Linked DNA regions of Mus musculus: region 2 is linked to region 1. Evidence: chromatin contacts called from public promoter capture Hi-C data. All regions are on one chromosome and are shown on one strand. The core of a region is the stretch at or near the end of the contact, and the rest is flanking DNA. Distances in the headings are between cores, read along the strand shown.

What was found. Promoter capture Hi-C pulls out the DNA fragments that hold promoters and counts their contacts.
Region 2: a promoter capture Hi-C map of pre-B cells shows a contact between it and region 1, with 3 times the contacts expected there. The contact joins the promoter of Rabggta here to the promoter of Abhd4 in region 1. A contact is called at or near these places in 2 of 39 promoter capture datasets (liver and pre-B cells).

What each region holds. Positions count from the first base shown.
Region 1 is chr14:54,257,739-54,263,509 of GRCm38.p6, forward strand. It overlaps Abhd4 (abhydrolase domain containing 4), which reads left to right and starts at 1,545. Exons shown (of 7, transcript NM_134076.3): 1 at 1,545-1,581; 2 at 3,888-3,976; 3 at 4,913-5,285; 4 at 5,431-5,585. The coding sequence starts at 1,559.
Region 2 is chr14:55,718,540-55,724,271 of GRCm38.p6, forward strand. Rabggta (Rab geranylgeranyl transferase, a subunit) reads right to left here and starts at 3,724. Exons shown (of 17, transcript NM_001360387.1): 1 at 3,662-3,724; 2 at 3,305-3,361; 3 at 3,056-3,166; 4 at 2,597-2,721; 5 at 2,237-2,424; 6 at 1,765-1,968; 7 at 1,257-1,340; 8 at 1,085-1,167; 9 at 891-992; 10 at 701-806; 11 at 552-603; 12 at 325-413; 13 at 124-212; 14 at 1-23. The coding sequence starts at 3,307.

The sequences.
Region 1 (5,771 bases), core at 295-2,794:
ATTAGATTCTGAGGATGGCAATCAGGAGGCTGCGTTGTTATCAAGCCTACCCAATGACTGTGTATAGTGAATTGTGGGACCACTGAGCTTGGCTAAAATCATGGATGGACATTTCTGAAAATTCCAGTTCTCTTCAACTTTAAACCCTTATAATGATCAGTTTAACATTGTGTTTCTGGAAAGAATAAATCTCAGGTTCTCTTCGGTCTTTCAAGAAGACCAAAGAAAAATACTGTAGGACTAGGAACATAGCTCCACTGCTAAAGTGCCTAGCTAGCAAGCAGAAAGCCCTGGGTTCGATCCACAATCCTGAATCAACAAGCCTGGCAGAATACCCTATAATCCCAGCACTCCAGAGATAGAAACAGGAGACTCGGAAGCACAGATCATCCTCAGATACACATCCAATGTGAGGCCAACCCAGGACACATACACCTTGACGTGTGTGTGTGTGTGTGTGTGTGTGTGTGTGTGTGTGTGTAAGAGAGAGAGAGAGAGAGAGAGAGAGAGTCCTCAGTAGATTCTTTCCCCTTAAGTATGATTAAACTACTGCAGTGGATAATCAGAAAGGGAGCGGCTCCAGGGATGCCACACCCCCTTTGCCATTTCAAGTGAATTCTGAAGCCAGCTTCAAGATGTGTCCCGCCTCTCTGCCGAGCCAGCCTGAAATGTGCTCAAAACTTCTGGGTTAAGTCACTTCACATCCCACATCCTTAATCTTATATCCACATACCTAATCACGCCCAGCCTTATGCGTTAGGCCTTTAACTGGCCCTCCTCTGGGAGGTCCACCGAATGGAAGGAAGCAGGATACTGCTACTTTTTCCTTGGAAAGTAGGTTGAGGCAAGACATCCCCAGAACAGAGAAATGCTTATGCTGACAGGTGTCACCCCTCATCTTAGAGCTGTGAATACAGGATGCCCCAAATACTACAGGGAGCCTACTTAGCTTTAAACTTTGCTGTCTAAAATTTAACTAGGCAGCATGCTTTTTGTATTTCTGGAACCGGGAAATCTTGGGTTACAATATCCGAGGCCCTTTTATAGGAAGCACCCTTATGACTCCACGGACATCTAAACCATTTCCATAGGACTACCAAGGCAGATGAAGCGTCTGTGACCTGAGATACAGAGGGAAGCTTGAGAACGTGAGCAAGAGGCAAAGCAGTTCCTTCACTCTTTAATTGAAGGAGGTGTGGAGGCGGGGCTGGTGGCATTCCAGTGAGGAACTTTGAGTTTTAAACTACCTGTCTTCCTGTCTCCCTCACTGTCCCCCAAAGGGATGTGATCCGGATTAAGGAGCCTACTTTTGTGGGACCGTAGTGTTCAGCCTGGACGCAGGCCAGAGGGAGCAAACAGAAGGAAGCACCCAACTGATTGCTGTCCATGTGCTGAGTCGGTTGGTCTGCCAACTTTGCCCGCTAGAACCCCGCTAGCGACCCAGGCCCCGCCTCCGGCCCCGCCCCCTTTGTTATCCGATACTTCCCTGGGTCAGCTGGTTCTGGCGTCGAGCGGAGGGATGGGCTGGCTCAGCTCGACCCGGCAGGGCTTGTTTACTATGGCTGATGATCTGGAGCAGCAGTGAGTTACTCCTGTCCGTTTCTCTTTCTGTCTCTATCTGTCCGGGCCAGGATCCGGGGACTGTCTGTAGTTGCGGACAGCTTCAGACTCCCCGCCTTTCCTTTCAGGTTGGCTTCCAGGGAGGGATGGGTTGCGCTCAGGAGCCCCGGGAGCGCTGAGAGATGAGAAGGCTGCGGAGCTGGGAGAGTGTTGAGGGTTAAGCTTGCGTTCAGCCTGGGGACTCTGACTTTCCACTAGTCTTCGCGATCGCCCCTCTGGTAGCCCAGTTAGATTAGTGGTAAAGCACGAGGAATAAGCTAGCTCTTCCCGATGCGGACGTGGTGCTTGTGGAGACTTGCCCGGAACTAAAGTCGTGGGTGTGAAAAGCCCTTGAAGGACAAGGCATGGGTAGGAGAAGTCTCCACTGCGATGGAATTAGTGTGGAACTGGCTTGCAAATTCCTTTAGCCCTTGGCCGCCTTTACGTTCTGCTTGCAATCCTAGTTGATAGTGTTCTTAATCATAAACACATGCTTACTGCCGTGGTTTCAGAAGTAGGTTTGTTAGATTGGGATGTGGTTACTGCTCGCCCAAGGCCATCAAGTTTGAGATGCCACCTGTGTGATGGTGGTCTAACAGGATCGGGAAAAAGTTGCTTAGAGGAGAATGACTCAGCTCCAAGGGTTTCACAGGAACAGGGCCTTCCCTTGACCTAATATTTGTCCTTTTGGATCTGCAGAACAACGAAATAACTTTGTATCAATAGTAAACAATCGTGTAAGGGACCTAAAAGAACTGCCCAAGAAGAGTATTGCTTTCTAAGAGGAAATTTATGGTGCCTACAGTGACTTGCGGGAAACGGCACTAGAGCCAAAGAAGACTCAGGTCATTCAGCTCCGTTTTACAAATAAAGCAACAGATGCGGATGCCCATAGAAATTCAGAGACTTGCTCAATGTTAAGAGGCTGCTTGCCTCACTCTCCCACCTCAGCTCTCACCTCCCTAATAGCACTGACACACAGTGTGACAGGCACTGTTGCCTTTTCTCTTTCTGGATTGTTTGTACAGAAGAAAGGCCAAGCTGTGCCCATAGCTCCCTGTCCCCCAACCCCCACCCCTTCCAGGCCTGTGTGGACTGCTGCCAGTGTTGCTGTCTCATAGGGAAGCATTTCTCTTGAGCTCTGCTGTCCAGAGTTAGAGATGTGTGGGGTTCGTTCAGGTGTCATGGTCTGACTTGTTATAGCCTACAATGCAAAGAGGAAGTCTCTCTTTTGAGACTGGCCAAGATCTGTGGTCTAGGTATTGGTGCTTCATCCAGCGAGTTCCCATGATACTCAGGGTGCCCATTGTGTATGCTATGAGTAGCTGGGATGGTTCCGCCAAGGATGCCATCATCTTCTCCTGCTCAAACCCACAAGCCCTTGCTGCAACCATCCTCTTACCTTCACCTAGGCAGAGTTCACAAAAAGAGAGAAAGCATGCAAGACAGGAAAGGTAGAACAAGAACTACATTTGTGGCAGGCACCTGTCAAGGTTCACTGTATGTCTGGACCTCAACCCCTTCCGTTCCTCACTTGTGGGTCTATAGTTCAGACCCAGGAGTTCTGTATACTCCAGAGCCAGTGCTTGGCACCTCTGCTCTTCAGTGGCTGAGTCACTGGGTGTGAAAGGGAAAGTAGGATAAGTTACCAGTTTTACTCTAGGACATAGGCAAGTTTTCTCCTAGTTTTACAACCTGAAAAATGGGCCAGAGGCCACCTGTGTCTTTTGGTGACATGAATCTAGATATCTTACCCCTTGGTCCTTGCCTGCCCCAGCTCTAAATTCATCCCTGATGGATGGATTCCCCAATCAGGCACTAACAGCACCCCAAACTTCCAGAAGCATGCATGACAGCAGATGGCATGGGAATTTGTCTGTAATACCCTAAAATAACAGCTAGTTTTGAGAGTGACAAAGAATAATGGAAATATTAGTGAAAGTCTCTCCCTCTCCCTCTGTAATCTCCTTGAACATAGATTAAAATAACCAGCAACAAAGAGGAGTTGTAAAGCTCCAGGAAGGTAATAAATACAAAAGAGTCAAGTTTTGTGTTCATGGTATCTGCTATCTGTTAAGGGCCATTGTTCTTAATAGCCATTTGCCTAAGGAAAGAGTAACAGTGTATCTATCGGACTGCTTAGGCATTGCTGATATTGAAGACCATGAAGGGCAGGCCTCCTGAAGTTGGGAGACACCTTGTACCCTGATAACTCTAGGAGCTATCAGCAAGGCTGGGAACAGTGGCTTCTTTCCAGTGTTGTCAGTAAGTACCTTTGTGTCTTGTAGGCCTCAGGGCTGGCTGAGTAGCTGGCTCCCCACTTGGCGCCCCACTTCCATGTCTCAACTGAAGAATGTGGAAGCCAGGATCCTCCAGTGTAAGTAGAAGGGACAGTTTGCTCCTCCCCTTTAAAAGGCCTGGAAAGGATACAGGATCTTCCCCAACCTGGGTCCACTGAGCCCCCTGATTCCTCATTAGGAGAGTATGGGTTAGAGGAAAGAAAATCATTGGCTTGCAGGGAGGATACAGACAGACAACAAAGTATTCCACGACAGTGGTCCCTCAACGCCCTCGACCTGTCATCACTGGGATGATAACATTCCCAGTTCCCCATGCTACAGGAACAGCTGGGGAACTTAGAGCTAAGGAACGGACAAGGTCAGTGGATGGAGATTACTAAAGACCTCAAGACGGGGAGTTTCTTCTGAGTGAACTCAGCAAGATTCTTGCTGAAGAAAAGTCAAGGACTTAACACAAAAAAATAGAAGTTGGTTCACTGGATCAGATCTAAAGATGGGGGAACAGGGCACACCACGTGACAGTTCTTGCTAACCTGACTTAGGGTTCTGTCTAAGGCCGGGCTAAGGAGGCCGAAGATGGATGAGGCTGTTTTAGTTCACTTTCTGTTCCTGAGATTAAAATATTGACCAAATCAAACTCGGGGAGGAAATGTTTATTTGGCTTACAGGTTACAATCCATCATGAAGTTTAGAAGCCAAGGCAGTAACCTAGAGGCAAGACCTGAAGCAGAGACCATAGAGCAATGTGGCTTCCTGGCTTGCTTCCCATGGCTTCCTCAGCATGTCTTCTTTTATCATTATTATTATTATCATCATCATTATTACCCTTTTCTTCTGAGACAGGGTCTTTCTATGTGGCCCTCGTTGTCCTGGAACTCACTGTGGAGACTAGGAGGGCTTCCTAAAATGATCTCTTTAAGAGGAGAGAAAACTGAAGAGTGTATTCTAGGCAAAATGTCTGTGCTCTCAGGAAGCATTCTTGATGCTTTACCCAGGAATTCTTCCCTTCCCAGGTCTCCAGAACAAGTTCCTGGCCCGTTATGTATCCCTCCCAAACCAGAACAAGATCTGGACGGTGACTGTGAGCCCAGAACAAAAGGATCGCACCCCTCTGGTGATGGTACATGGCTTTGGGGGCGGTGTGGGCCTCTGGATCCTCAACATGGATTCACTGAGTGCCCGCCGCACACTTCATACCTTTGATCTGCTTGGTTTTGGGCGAAGCTCAAGGCCAACATTCCCAAGGGACCCAGAAGGAGCTGAAGATGAGTTTGTGGCCTCAATAGAGACATGGCGGGAGACCATGGGAATCCCCACCATGATCCTCCTGGGGCACAGTTTGGGAGGATTCCTGGCCACTTCTTACTCTATCAAGTACCCTGAAAGGTAACTTAAGCTACTCTTCTCACTCATGAGCTGACTCTGCCTTCCTACACGTTCCAATATTTATCCCAGTAATGCTCTCATTCCCCAGCAACTGGAAAACTATGCTACCTCCAAGCAAATACAGTGTATCTTCTGTTTAATGTAGAGTTAAACATCTTATCCTGGTGGATCCATGGGGCTTTCCCCTACGACCAACTGACCCTAGTGAGATCCGTGCACCTCCAACCTGGGTCAAGGCTGTGGCATCTGTCCTGGGACGTTCCAATCCACTGGCTGTTCTTCGAGTGGCTGGGCCTTGGGGTGAGTCACCTCCCGATGAAGGACTCTGTCTTTAAGCCAAGGCCATCCAATTCACCACCACTCACCTTGGCGCACCTACCTATCTCTGTCATCCTCACTGGTTCTTAAACACTAGGCCTGCACATAGCATTGTTCCTTAAAACCATTCATCAGAACCATGTCTCTGTATTGGAGGTTTCAGGTGAT
Region 2 (5,732 bases), core at 2,474-4,973, 1.5 Mb after region 1:
GCTGCTCTCATCGGGTCCACAGCCTGGTGGGGAAGCAGGCAGTTATGGGGTGGGGGGGATGTCACTGCCTCCTAATGGCCCACTGGGCCTCCCCTGGCCTGTCTTCCCCAAGGCCCAACTTGCTTTGAGGGTACTGAAGTACTCCAGTGTTTCTTTCTCGTAGAGGAGGGGGTCCAGTGCCCTCATCAGGAGGATGATGGTCAGCAGGCACCCTAGGGAGAAGGGGGAGAAAGGTGTACAGTCTCTTGAGACCCTCTGCTCGGGGAAGTTCCCTGGAAAGGCTTTCTCTCCGTGTGGTTTTTGGGAGCTGGCTTAGGCTCTCACATTTATTCTCAGGCTCCAGTTCCTGCAGCTCCTTACAGGACTCAAGCTCGGACTGTAGCACTGTGGACTTCTCCACGGACAGCTCACACCTGAGAGCGGGAAGGTTAGGGAAGGCATGTTGCCTACAGCCCAGAGTTCTAAGCCATCCTCCTTCCCCGGGGCCTATGTCTCCTGCCCCCAACTGCCTAGTGTCTAGACCCTCTGTTTGTCCATGGGTTTCTTGTCACCTGAACAACTGTTCATCAGTGGCTGAGTCTCGGCACCAGCACTCCTGGTGACCTAGGGGAAAGGTTAAGTAGTTGGATGGGACACTGTGGGGAGAGGAGAGAGAAGGCTGGGGGGCTGGCGAGGCAAGGGGAGCTTTAGACAGCATCACCTTTTAAAAGCACACACTCCTTCTGGGTATCGCTTCCTGTCCAGATGACACGAAACGTGTGCTGGGGCAAGTGGTCATTGAGAGAGGCAGCAGGCAGGTCACAGAGCTAGAGCACTGGTCAAGGAAACATGCTACCTCACTGCTTTTCTGACTGTCCCACCCTAATCCTGCCCCACCAATCCCGGGATACCCAGACATGGCTGGGCCGGTTCCTGCCATCTGGAGTCCTCCATTCCACACTCAAAGGTGCCTCGTCAACCGTGAGTAGCAAGGTCCCCATCTTGGAGCCCACCTGCCACGGGGAACAAAGAAAGTCTCCTTAGCCCTCATGGCCTCAGACACAGGGTCTCACCACGATGCGCTTAAAAAAACAGCTCGACTCACTATCAGGGGACGAGAAAAGCAGACTGACAGACAGGCCTCTTCCCGGCTCACATGCAGGCAGCACAGAACATCGTGGGGCTCCGCTAGGGAGAGAAACAGCCTCGGTTTACCTTAAATGTCATCTTTGTTTCTTTCTAAGTCTCAAACATCCTGCCCTTCCCCCACTGCTTACCCCGCCCCAGGAGCCAGCGGTGATAGAACCAGGCACTCTGATCATTGGGGTCAGTAAAGAAGGCATTCTGCACCAACTCCAGCTCTGTGGGGGCCAGGAAGGTTGCGTCAGCATGGTAGGATCCCAACTCTCTCCAGCCCAAGCGTCACACAGGAACTGCGTGTGTCAGTGAGGAGGAGGAGCTAAATAAGGTGGTGCAGAGCGGGGCTAGGCAGCCATCAGGACTGGGTGCTCCTGCAAAATCCTTGCCAGGATCCTCTAGGCCACTGGTCCTTAACCTTCCTAATGCTGCAATCCTTTAACACAGTTCCTCATGTTGTGGTGACCCCCCCAACCATAAAATGATTTTCTTTGCTCCTTGCTGACTGTAATTTTGTTACTGCGATGAATCATGATGTAAATACCTGATATTCCTGATGGTCTTAGGCGATCCCAATGAAAAGGGTTGGTCAACTCCCAAAGGGGTCGCAAGCCACAGGTTGAGAACTGCTGGTCTAGGCCCACTCACCTCTCAGCAGTACATTTTCAGGGAGCCGTCCCTGGGGGCCAGAGTCTGGCTGGGGGTGCAGCTGGGGCAAGAGGCAGGAGCGATAATGCCAGGAAGAATAGTTGGAGAAGTTCCGGGTGATGAGGCTGTCAGTGAAGGCTAGTTCCTCTGCAGGCGCGACAGCAGCCTGTGCAGCTACAAATCGCCGATAGTCCCAGCAATGAACTAGAGAGGTTGAGGGAGGGAGCCTATCTCAGACGCAGGACAAAGAGGAGCTACTGTACTGACGGCCCCCAGAATTCCTCAGAGAGCCCTAGCAATTCCTCCATGCAAACTACATAGACTGCTCCTATACATACATCTGGTTCCGCCATCCCTTTCAGCACTACCAGGATGCTGGTGCTAGATCCTGTGTATCCCTCCCCGCTCTGAGGACCCAGTACCAGGATGCGGGGCCCATGAGGTTTGTAGGGACAGGACTGTGGACACGTACAGTTCCGCTCATCGGCCTCGAGGAAGCGAGCGCACAGCTCCAGCTCCCGGGCCCAGTTGGGCTCAGGCAGGCGACTCAGCAGCCAGCAGCGGTGGTGCCAAGTGCCATAGGACTTAGGGTTCACACGCAGACAGCTCTCAAGGAAGCCTAGTTCTGCCTTCACAAGAGCAGCCAACTCCTCAGGGGACCTGGACCCCAAGAGAAAGGGGGGTTAGAGCCTTCCAACATCCAACCCCAACTTGTCCCTCCCTTCTTGTATCTGGTCCCCCTACTATCCTATCTCTATGCCCGGCTACCCCAATCCTCCTCCAGTTCTGCACCCAGGCGAGGGCCAGGGCAGAGACCTGAACTACTACATACTTCTGGGTTTCTAGCTGCTGGAGCACTTCTCTGCGACAGTTCCAGAGGGTGGCAAAATCAGGGTTGGCTCCCAGAATCTGGCTTGTCAGTTCTAGGACGGATTCATCCAGCTCGCCTGCCTCCCGCTGTGAAGACAGGTTATAGGGTCAGGGACCACAGCCTTTCCCCAGCTCTAGGTTAAACATTATAAACTCTGAACCAGTCAATAGTGGCACTATGCAACAGGTACTGTGCAAAACCTTACATGGCCTAACAGGTATTTTCTCACTTAATCTTTGCAATACTCGTACACAGGTTGTGCAATCATCAGCTCCATTTTACAGATGAAGGCAGTTCCAGTGACTCGAACAAGGCAATACAGCAACAACAGACAGAATCAAAATTTGGATCCCTACAGTTTGACTCTAGGGTCAAGCTTTTGGTCTTTGTATTATTGGGGACTACCTCCGAGGGCCCCACCTTCTGGAAGACAGCTTGAGTGGCTGACTGGTAGAGCTTTAGCTTCTGTTCCCGCTCTAGCCTTTTGGCCTCTGCCTGCTCTTCGGACGTCTTCACCTTCAGGCGCCCATGCTACCAGGGATATGAGGATAGGATAATATGAACGCCGGTTGCCTCGCAAGGGCAGTCTTGCAGAAGCCCGGCCGAGATAGCCACGTGGGATGAGGGCATGGGCATGCAGGGGAAAGGGGCTGAGCTCAGGGTTCTCACCATGGTTTCGGCTCAGCGTTGGCGATAGGGGAGGGGTCCGGAGGCAGCCCGTTCAATCTGCCGAAAGAGATGTCAATCACAGAACCCCGCCCACACGGCCCCGCCCCCCAGGTGTTTCCCGGAAGCTGCCAGCAGGCCCAGGATAAGGATCCCCGTGAGTTAAAAGGGGGCCGGCGGCTGGCACTGTGAGGTCAGGAGGAAGCGCTCACCACAACCACGGCCTCCGTCCCCACGGATCTTTCCGAAGCCCCACCCGTCAGGGCCGAGGCACACGCCGCGCATATAGAGAGCAGTGCCCGCCCGCCCGTCCGTCCGTCCCGTGGACCCTTGCACCCCCTCCTCCACCGGCGAACTCACCTGCTCAGGGAGGAGGTGCCAGGACGTGCAACTCCGGCCGCCACCGAGTCCCAGTGTGGCTAGAGCGGCTCCGTGCTGTGTGAGGTGCGGAGACGAGGCGCTGCGCCCCCTGCAGGCCTGGCTCTTCCCATTCGCAACTCAAACTGCAGCCTTGAAGGGACTGGTATCGGCTCAGGACACCCCAAGACCAAGTTTTCAGGACAAAGGAGCTTTATTTGCCCTAGAGGGACGAAGTATAGGAATAAGAGACAAGACAGGAGATGGAGAAGGGGAAAGAGAAGAGGGGAGGGGGGGGACGGGGGGGGCAGGTATTTCTCTCGAAGAGGGGACAAAGGACTGTCTTTGAATAGAGAGGAGACAGGCATGGCCCATAGGAGAGTGGCAGTTTATAAAGGTAAAAGGGGAAATCCTGTGTTAGGATGAGGTGAATAAGGGAACGGATCTCGGTAGCTAGCTTTAGGAACTCAATCTAACGTTTTTAGCAAGACAGAGGGAGTGGAGAGAAGGGCAAGGCCTGACAGAGCCATGTTTGCCAAACTCAGGCTGGCTAGAGTCCCTTTCCAGGCTAAGTGAAGAAGTTTCTCCAGCAACCTGCTATCAGCGAGTTCTGGCTGCCAAAAGTTCTCGGTTTCCTTCCTGTTCTCTTGATTTCATCTACATTCATGGTTACTATATGGCACCCAAACCTCTCTCCAGTCCAGACGTCCACAAGCATAATGATAGTGACAATTATATAGCAGTATATGTATTTGTTGACATGGTCAAAAGCTAGAGGCAGTGGTGCTGTTTGTAATGTTCAGCTTCTCAGGGGGTCGACACAGGAGGGTCTAGAGTTTAAGATAATAGTGAGGTTTCTAATTTTTTTAAAAATTGAGTATCACTGGGCAGTGGTGGCACACTGCCTTTGATCCCAGCACTCAGGAGGTAGAAGCAGGCAGTTCTCTGAGTTAGAGGCCAGCCTGGCTTACAGAGCGAATTCTAGAACAGCCAGGGCTACACAGAGAAACCCTGTCTAAAAAACCAGAAAGAAGAAAAATGTAGTTTCGCTTATATGTCCTAGAGATATTTCAAACTCTAAAAGCTAAAAAAGAGTCCCCCCCCCCGTCTCCCCCCTCTGAGTGCCAGCTTTATCATCATTGTTGCACTAAGTGGCAGTGTTCTCAAAGCTTTTTAGTCTCTTTAATAACCATTCAGTGCAGTTGCCACTAAGGCTGTTGCAATGTTCTTCATCCTGTGTTCTCTCTACTTTCATTCACCGTGAGCCATGGAGACAGATTTAAAGTATCCACTACCTGCCCAGCCCTTTTCTAGGTCCTCTTTTAGGTAACGTATTCTAGAAGAAAAGAGATGCTTCTTCTGGCCTTGTGTACTTCAGTCCCAGTGGGGGAAACAGCTGAGTCACTGGTTATCTTTGCTCCTGGCACTGTGATGGGAGCTCTGTATTTTTAATGCATGTGAGCGCGCGCGCACACACACACACACACACACACACACACACACACACACACACACACACACAGAGGACCACATGTGGAAGCCAAAGCAGAGTGATTAAAAATACGTCTCAGCCTAACTTTGTGGCTCACACCTGCAATCCTAGCACTTGGGAGGCTGAGGCAGGAAGGCCCTGAGTCTGAAGCCAGCCTGGGATATGCACTGAGATGTTAAGTGAAAAAGTTAAAAGGCTGGATTGGATGTCTTAGAGAACACCTGTAACCTCAAGGCATGGGACAAGAGAAAGAACCCCAAGTTCAAGGCCAGCCTGGGTTAGAAAAGGAGTTCCGGGTTAGTTTCTGCTATGTAATCTCAAAAACAAACGAAGAAACAAACAAAACAAACAAACAAACAAAAAGCTCCAACAACAAAACAATCATAGAAGAAAAATTTATCTAGATGCTTGAGTTGATGTTGTGATTAAATAAACTACCGGTGTGAAGTGCTTTGAATAATGACTATATTGAATAAATACTCAGTAAATAATAATATAGCAAAGGTATTATAGTTATTATTTTTATTTTTCCTGACAAACATGCAAGAAATGGAGGTTCAAAAAGATTACTAGCTTGCTGAG